2 separate regions of the Mus musculus genome follow, and region 2 is linked to region 1. The links are chromatin contacts, called in public Hi-C maps. All regions are on one chromosome and are shown on one strand. Each heading gives the region's core, a stretch centred on a gene start, on an enhancer-like site or on the middle of the called end of the contact. The rest is flanking DNA. Distances are from core to core; before and after follow the strand shown. Region 1 overlaps Syn2 (synapsin II). Region 2 overlaps Syn2 (synapsin II).

Region 1 (4,134 bases), core at 1,251-3,750:
ACATTATTTTTATTTTAGAGATCAGATAACAAGCCCAGAAAGATTAAAGATCTTGTTCATGATGACAACGTTCAAAGCCAGCAGACACCAAGAGGATGAAAATAAACCTTTTCCCAACCTGTGCTTTTGGTTGCGCTTTCTGCCTGTCTCTTACCTCACGTCTCTGCATCCCCAACACTTCTAATCATGTTCCCTTTCTCAAGTCCAGCCACTTATATTTCCTGTAAGATACTTCTAGAGAAAGATTTCTGATTCTTCCCAGTTGAATGAAGCAAGAATGAAAAGTGAACATATACTAAAAAAAGTGTTTAGGAATGAAAATACAGGCTGTCAGTGACATTCTGACCTAACCTTTATTACCACGTTTATAAAAACATCCCTCAAAGTTTCTGTTTCCCTCTTCTCTGTCTTTTAAGTAGAAAATCAAGACAGTCTTAGAAAAATTGGCTCTTAAATTGATTGTATCTTAAACAAACAACCAAAAACCTTAAAGTCCCAATCACTAAATATCCAGAACCTCACTCATTGAAGGCTCATTCCTATCGTACAAAGATTACAAAGATGGACGAGTTAGTTCACAATAGTAGCAGATGTCTTTTTAAAATAAGTACTCTAGTTTTTAAATGTTATGAGTCCGAGTGTTTTCCCTTCCTGTGTCTATAAACCATGTGTGTAGTACCCTCAGACACCAGAAGAGGCACTAGATCTCCTAAAACAGGAGATCTTTCTCCTTAATCCTACTTCCAAACTGTAACTCAGAATTAAAGACATGGCCATCTTCAGGGGAATAGGGAGACCCTCATAGTTAAGTCCTTTTCTCAGTTGTTAAGACCTGAACTATAATAATAATTAATAATAATACCTCAAATTTGAAAGACAGGAGATCTTGATTATTTTTAGCCAAACTGAAGGGGTCATGCAGTGTTTTGGAGATGCCAGTACCATGAGATGACCACCCAAAGCAGCAGCAGCAGTGGAGTACAGGCATCTGGAGCCTAGAGGATGACACGTGTGCTACAAAGGGCATGGCTGGAGAAGTGACCCAAGCCCTTGGAGGAGCCCAGAAGATCGTGAGTTGGATCCCAGACATTGGACGGTTGGAGACATTAGCCTAGCAATATCTTGGGCAAGTCTCTTCAGGCCTGAATGGCCTCAGATTCTCCAGTTGTGGTTATAAAGGTAATGTAGCCAGATGATGAGTGATGACGACACTTCTTACAATAAGCATTCACGCATGCTCTCTGAGATTTGGGTGGACTTCCTTACATTAGAAGATACTGGTCCTTCCCAAACTGTGTTCTGTGGTTTGTTGAGTGTTCTATGGTAGAGATCCTATAGTCAAATCACTTTAAGAAATGTTGAGTTAGCTTGGTGGTAGTAGTGTACCTTTAATGCCAATACTAAGGAGGCAGAGGCAGATGAATCTCCCAGTTTGAGGCCAGCCTGGTCTACAGAAAGAGTTCCACAATGCCAGAGCTAAACAGAGAAACCTGTCTATAATCAGAGAGAGCGAGAGAGAGAAGAGAGAGGAGAGAGACAGAGAGAGAGGAGAGAGACAGAGAGAGAGGAGAGAGACAGAGAGGGGAGAGAGAGAGAAGAGAAGAGAAGAGAAGAGAAGAGAAGAGAAGAGAAGAGAAGAGAAGAGAAGAGAAGAGAGAGGAGAGAGACAGAGAGAGAGGAGAGAGACTGAGAGAGAGAGAGAGAGAGAGAGAGAGAGAGAGAGAGAGAGAGAGGTGACATTGCTTCCCCTTACATGGCCTCCTTTAATGCACAGTGCCATATTCCAGAAACCCACATGAGTCATCTCAAATGGGAATGACCTCTCAGGATGACCATTCACAACTAAACTAAGAGAATTACATTATTCCGCCTGATAACAGTGACATCATTATACTGACAAGCTCTCTGGTAGATATCTGCTAATCTACTTTGACATCATTATACTGACAAGCTCTCTGGTAGATATCTGCTAATCTACTTTTTCAGCAGATTGTCAATAAGGGTGGAGTAAATGTCATTATACTGAAACACCATCCATTAGAGAAAACTACAGGTTTAATAAGGATGTAAAAAGGAAAACATTCAAGCAGGAAGAAAACAATTTGGCACTAGATAATCCCAAAGTAATGGCATTTCAATTCCAAAGATAAATTTATCATAGAAATTATTGTCGGTATCTGTTTGAATGTAGGCAGTAAGAAATAGTTAATACTTCTGATGTCTAACTTCAAGTATTTTTTCCTTTAAATAAGAAAGCTTCTATGAGATATATGCAAAATTTATATGAAGCACAAGACAATGTGAGATGGACAGGGCCACATGTGAAGAAATGTAGGTGGCCTCCAGGTGTCTAAGTGATTGCTGGTTCATCTCAGTCTATAACCACAAGAAGCAGAATTCTGCCAACAAGAATACGCTTAGAAAATGGACTCTTCCCAACACCCAGATATCGTAATCTTGACTTTGTGTGACTATAAGCACAAAACCTACAAGCATGACGTCTGACCACATAGCTGTGAATGAGTAAACAGGTGTCACATGGCCAAAGTACTATAGAAACCATGTCCGCGTCGGAAACCACAGACCTGTAGGACCTCATCATGCACATCAAGATGGCTGGATTAGTCTAGGATAAGATGGAGTCTCCTTTCAAGCCACAATAGAATCTTCCTAGGAGTACGGAACCCTAGCTAAGACAGAGTACAAAAGAACTCTTATGTTCTCTCAAAAATCTTAGGAGAGAATACTTCCTAATGCAGTTATGTAAATTATGCACCAAAGGACTCCATATCACAGTTTGAGTTTGATTTTTGTTTTCCTAGATAAGAATTCCTGATCTCAGGTGTTCTTCCCTTCACTTTCTCAGACTTCTAGAGACAAACACCCCTGGAAGACATAGAGCTTCACTTTTTCTTCTTAGCATTCTTATCTATCACTGAAACATTTGTTAGCGGTTTATCATGTCAAACACTGAATAAATAAAAGACTGCAGTGCTCAGGAAGTGAAAGTTATCTCAGGCTACAGAGGGGCAAGGCATATTAGGAAAAAAGTCTTTGAAAAATCTTCCTCAGACTTTTTGGACACACGGAAAGGTCTAGATACACAAAAAGGGTCAGACCTTATTTCTCTTGCATAACAGAATGCAAACTCCTAGTCCGATATAAGTGCACTCTCAGGTAGAACTGAACAGCTAAAACCAGACTGCTCAGAAAATTCAACTATGTTGTCAGAGACACAAGTAGTTCCTTCTCACCTCGTTGCAGTGTCTGGCTATGGAGGGAAAAAGATGCACTTCAAAGGGATGATCATGGCTTCAGAAACAGCCAGCTGTACTGTGCTTACCACTGCCTGGTAAATTAATGCTCAAAATTAAGAAACACTTTTAAAGGAAAATCAAATTCATGCTTTCCTACAGCATCACCATGTTTCTCATTCAAATTTTGTTACTCTGCTCTTTAAAAAAGTTAAATATCATCCTGAGTGAGAGAACTCAGACCCAAAAGGACATGCATGGTACATACTCACTAATAAGTGAATATTAGCCAATAATAATAATAATACAGACTATACAAGATATAGTCCCCAGAACTCAAAAAGCTCAACAAGCTGAAGTGTCCATTTCTGTTTATCGGGGGATTTCTTTCCATCCTTGTTCAGTTTTGGTATCAACGAAATGTTGACCTTATCGAATGAATTTTGAGATTCCTTTCTCTTAGTTTCTTTGGGGGGGGTGTGGAATCACTTAACGAGAATTGGTCATTCTTTAAGTGTTTAATAGACCTCAGCAGTGAAGTCATCTGAGCCTGAGCTTTTCATTAGAGGTCTACTGCTTATGGATTCAATCTTATCATAGCTTAGCAACCTGTTCAGGTTGTCTATTTCTTCATGAGCCAGTCTTGATGAGGCCGTTGTGTTCAAGAATTTATATTTCTTCCAGACTATCAAATTTGTTAGTGTAGTTTTTCATCATAATGTCTAGTGATTCCTTGTGTTTTTGTATTGTCAACTGTGATGTCTCCCTTTTCATTTCTGATTTGACTTACTTGTAGCCACTTTCTCTTAGTCTAGGCCATGACTTGCAATTTTTTTCCCCTCTGAAAAGCCAACTCTTTTTTTATTGCTCTTTTGTCGTT
Region 2 (4,086 bases), core at 1,020-3,519, 71 kb before region 1:
TTTCTCTTCTTTTTATTTTTGGCTTAAGTTTTCTGTTTTGAAAATTAACTACTGATCGCTTTAAGAAGCTTGGACTTGTTTTGGACCTACTGCAATGCCATTACAGTCGAGAATATACTGTAAACAACCTTGGGGAGGTGGCCGCTGAGGAGGGGTCTTGCTGGAGTCCGGTTCCTTAAGTGTTCCACTCTGGAAGACAAAAATAACAACAACAAAAAAATACCACAAGAGATAAAACCAAAGCTCCAAGCAAACGCCAGAGACAAGTTCAGTGGAAGCCCATGCTGGGGTCCCAGGGCCTGCTCAGGAAATCCTGATGTGCAGACCACCAAGGACCCTCAGCCTCTGGGCTGTTGCTGGTCTTAAGTTGGCAGTGTGGGTCTTGGAATTACTGATGGACACCATAGCCTCCTCATGCCCCTTCCATTTTGCTCATGGTAGACTTACTCTACCTGGAACTTTAAGTCTGTGCTTTGTCGTCACCCCTCACCCTGACATCCAGGTTCTATTTGTACTTACTCTCTGTTCCCAGCTTCTGAAAGGAGAGCAACTGGGTTGCCCATGGCTCTTAGGGAGGGGTGGTGATGAGGTCTGGGTAGGGTGGGGTAGATGTATGAGCTTATGTGTGCCTGCTTTCTAATCGTGATGAACCGTAGGGTGGGGTCAGTTCAGGAGCTAGTGGGGTTCTGATCTACTCTTTGGGCTAGGCTGTACCGCCGGAGAGAGAGGGACCTGAATGGGGGTAAGATGCTAATACTGGTAAAGTGCTCAAGGCCAAGTTGTTTTGCTGTCTCAGAACGCAGAATTATAGTCTGCCTGACGGCATGGCTCCACTCCTACGCTTCCTCTCCTCCCAGCTGGGATTCTGATTATGTCCTGACAGGATCAAAGATGCATGTGACTTCGTTTGTCTCACATTTGTGTTTCAGGCAGTTCATGTTAGGGGTTTGTCTTCAGTGTGCCGGAAACATTCTCTAAAGCCAAAGTGTGCCAAGTGGGCCGATGGTGATGTCAGAGTGTGCCTCCACAAGCTGGGCTGCAAAGTGGGCTAAATGTGCCTTCAGTCGGCCTCCCGTTTCCCTCTCAGTGCCCTCTGCCCTCAGGAGAAGGCCCCAAGCCCTATTCCCACCTCAGTGCCATCTCTTCCCTGCTCCCCACTGCCCCCGTGTCTGAGGCTGGCCATGTCTCTCCTCCCTGCCCCGCACTGCCCCTGTGGCTGAGGCTGGCCATGTCTCTCCTGCTCCCTAGGGCCACTTTTTAGCTCAAATACCCTTGAAGTAGAAGTGTTCTCTTCCCAGTGCTCAGCCATTCAATGATGACATGACTCTAACTGTATAGAAGTTTATACAGTACCAGGCCTGGCCTTTGCATTATCCTTAGTACCCCACAGCAGGGAAGCCCATCTTACCTGTCAGCCACCTTCAACAACAAAACATCCCTTTCTTCCAAGACTCTAACTGGTTCCAGAAGACCTGCTCTGAGTTCTGACACTGAGATACACACTTAAGCATTAAGCCAGTTGGTGGCCACCTACGCCACTCATGCATCAGGGTCCCTCTAAACTAGCTTCCTAATCCTCCCCACTCATCTCTCCAATCTTTGTTCCCTATGGCCACTGTTCCCCTCTTAAAACTTCTCCCTAGACATGCCACTTAATTCTCCTGAAATTTCCCGAGTGTTTACTGTGTCCCACGTAAATGGGCCTTTATGTGACCTGTCCTTTACACCTCACAATGCTGTATGTAGTAGAAGATGTTATACCAAGATTCCCAGTTGCTCCAGCACAGTGGAACTAACCTTTCTAGCCTTCAGTTCCCCACATGTCCTAAAAGAATGCATGCCTTCTGGTCCCAACCTTATTGATAGTCTCTTTCCGAGGTCATGTGAAGCATCTAGACTGGTGCTTGCCAGTGCTCTCCCTCAGGCCTCACAGGAGGCACCCACCATGCAGGCTGACCCTGGCTCTCCTCAGTCACAGAAATACACACGTGAGACATTCAAGGATAAAATGAGCCCCAAAGTGCCCTTCCCAAGGCTTTGGGGAGAGAGGCCAGAGCCTGGGAATGTGCCTTGGCTACCCTTGATGGCGCCTGAAGAGTTTCTCCTGTCCCTGGTTCCACTGAGGCTGGGGATGGAAGACTTCTCAGGGGCTGAGGAAGCCAGGAGGAGAGTCCCCTAGGACTGTCCCTTGCCAGGCTGAGACACTCTGGCTCCTCCCACAAGCCTGCTGTCTGCTAGGGGCTGAGGGCTTATTCCCTGTGGGGTTTGGCTACCACGGGATCTGTCTCCAGTCACCAAGAGCCTCCTGGGATGCTGAATTCCACAGAAGTCTGGCCACTCTGGCGTCACTGCCAAAATTTGGCATATAGCCAGCCCAAGGCAGGACCTCGTGGTCAGCCTGAGCAGCAGAGTTTCTCTCAGGAAGCTGGTTGACTCAAACAGGTAAGAATGTTTAGTCCAGCTCCCGTGGCCAGCTGCACACACACAGGGAGGAGGAAAAGAGCCTTTTAACTGCCTACAAAACAAAGCCCCGTGAAACCGAGCTTATGGAAAGACTGCAAGTGGCTGTCAGTCTGATACCACTGCCTAAACTAATGTGGCTGAAGGTGCATTTGTGTCTTAATGGGGGAGGGGAGCCCTCCCTTCTTGCTTGGTCAAGCCTCCTTAGAAAGCAGTCACCACGCTGGGCACCTCTTTGGAGGGGTCCATTGGTAGGGTCTGTGAAGAGATAGGGGTTGAGAGACTGGAAACACTTTCTTTATGAGATTTGACAAGTTACATCTCTGCATCTTGGCTTCCCCAAATGGTCAGACTACAAGGATTAAACGATGATGTGACCCTGGCAGCACCAGAGTTAGTGTCAATCATGTCAGTGGTAGCCTAGGTAACACTGACTGTCCCACTGTGAGAACTCTTCAACTAGCACCTAGAAAAACTCTGGCCAGAGATACTATATAGGGGATGCAAGTTGTCACAGGCAGATGAGTTCTGCTGGCTCCTTCGTCTCTAGGCTTCCACTAATTCTTTGTGCATTTGAGTTCTTTGGATGACAGAGGTAAGAGATAGCAGTGCAGTCTTGAGGCAAGAAAAGCCCCAGGGCTGCTGGGCCTGAACAGAGATATCCCGAAGGCATAGGGTTTGAGGGACTCCTCGGTGAGGAGAGCAAGCTGCCGCCCATAGAGGTTTGGTAGGCTAATTAATATCCTGCTCTGCTGGGTCTGTGGGGCTTTAGCAATCAAAGGGGCTGGGGGGCAGAAGAGATGAATGTCCCATGAAGCAGCTGGTGAAGTGACAGGTCAAGCATCTGGCTATCAATGGAGGAGAGCAAGTTTCCTCATACGGCACCACGAGTGCCCAGGTTTCCCTTTCTTTCCTTCCCCCTCACAGGCATACCAAAAAGCCCCGGTGCATGGTATTACACAGACCCTTCTGAGCTGGGGGTCAGATGGTCCAGCTCTTCTTAGCAGCCAGGTGACTCTGGATAGGTCATCTTCATTGTCTTTCCTGATATGTCAACACATAAAGAATTACAACCTCCATATCTCACATAAGAGTTTTGAGGCTTAAAAACATCAAATGAGCTTTATAAACTATAAAGTCCTAGCCAGTGAATAATATATGGTAACGCCATTGTTTTTGTTTAAATAAGAGTAAATCTACAGTGTGAGAACTACATGTATCAATGGAAAAGATATTGCTAACTAGTTTCCTGTCATCTTGTGCACACGGAGGGTAGTTCTTGTGTGGGGGATTTGGGGTTGGGTTAGACCATGCCTTCTCTCTATACATCACTGCCTTAGTTTGGGCAAGATCCACTCAATTGCAGATCACTGGCCTGAGAGAGAAACGTAGCCCATGAGGATCTATGGGGGTTTTGCTGAAGGTACATCTAATTTCCCACCCTGTGGCTTTTGTTAGACAGACTGGCAGAGGAGCTCCTATCTAAGTGAGGCCCCAACAGGATGGAAAGCTGAGGAAGGAAAGACATTGAGTGACTCAACTTTTGAGAATTGTTGGCTTAACACCAGCTGCCCCCACCAGGAGGAAGGCCTGTGCTTGCTCAGCATATCTGAGACAGGAAATTGG

What was found. Hi-C and Micro-C count contacts between places; a contact is called where the count stands out from the background.
Region 2: a Hi-C map of the N1E-115 cell line shows a contact between it and region 1, with 6 times the contacts expected there. The contact joins two enhancer-like sites. A contact is called at or near these places in 1 of 15 datasets of contacts at CTCF or cohesin (the NIH/3T3 cell line), 3 of 484 Hi-C or Micro-C datasets (3T3-L1-derived adipocytes, the N1E-115 cell line and cranial neural crest) and 2 of 9 other capture datasets (adipose tissue and pancreatic islet).

What each region holds. Positions count from the first base shown.
Region 1 is chr6:115,199,782-115,203,915 of GRCm38.p6, reverse strand. The region is part of intron 1 of Syn2 (synapsin II); the gene reads right to left. Among named protein-coding and RNA genes, the nearest start is that of Timp4, 50 kb to the left of the region's middle. Within about 2 kb of position 2,500, at least 2 of the 459 cell types and tissues checked have an H3K27ac peak or open chromatin away from gene starts, as enhancers often do. A contact at or near this core is called in the N1E-115 cell line, where this site is marked.
Region 2 is chr6:115,270,299-115,274,384 of GRCm38.p6, reverse strand. It overlaps Syn2 (synapsin II), which reads right to left. Exons shown (of 13, transcript NM_001111015.1): 11 at 129-189. Among named protein-coding and RNA genes, the nearest start is that of Timp4, 20 kb to the right of the region's middle. Within about 2 kb of position 2,269, at least 87 of the 459 cell types and tissues checked have an H3K27ac peak or open chromatin away from gene starts, as enhancers often do. A contact at or near this core is called in the N1E-115 cell line, where this site is marked.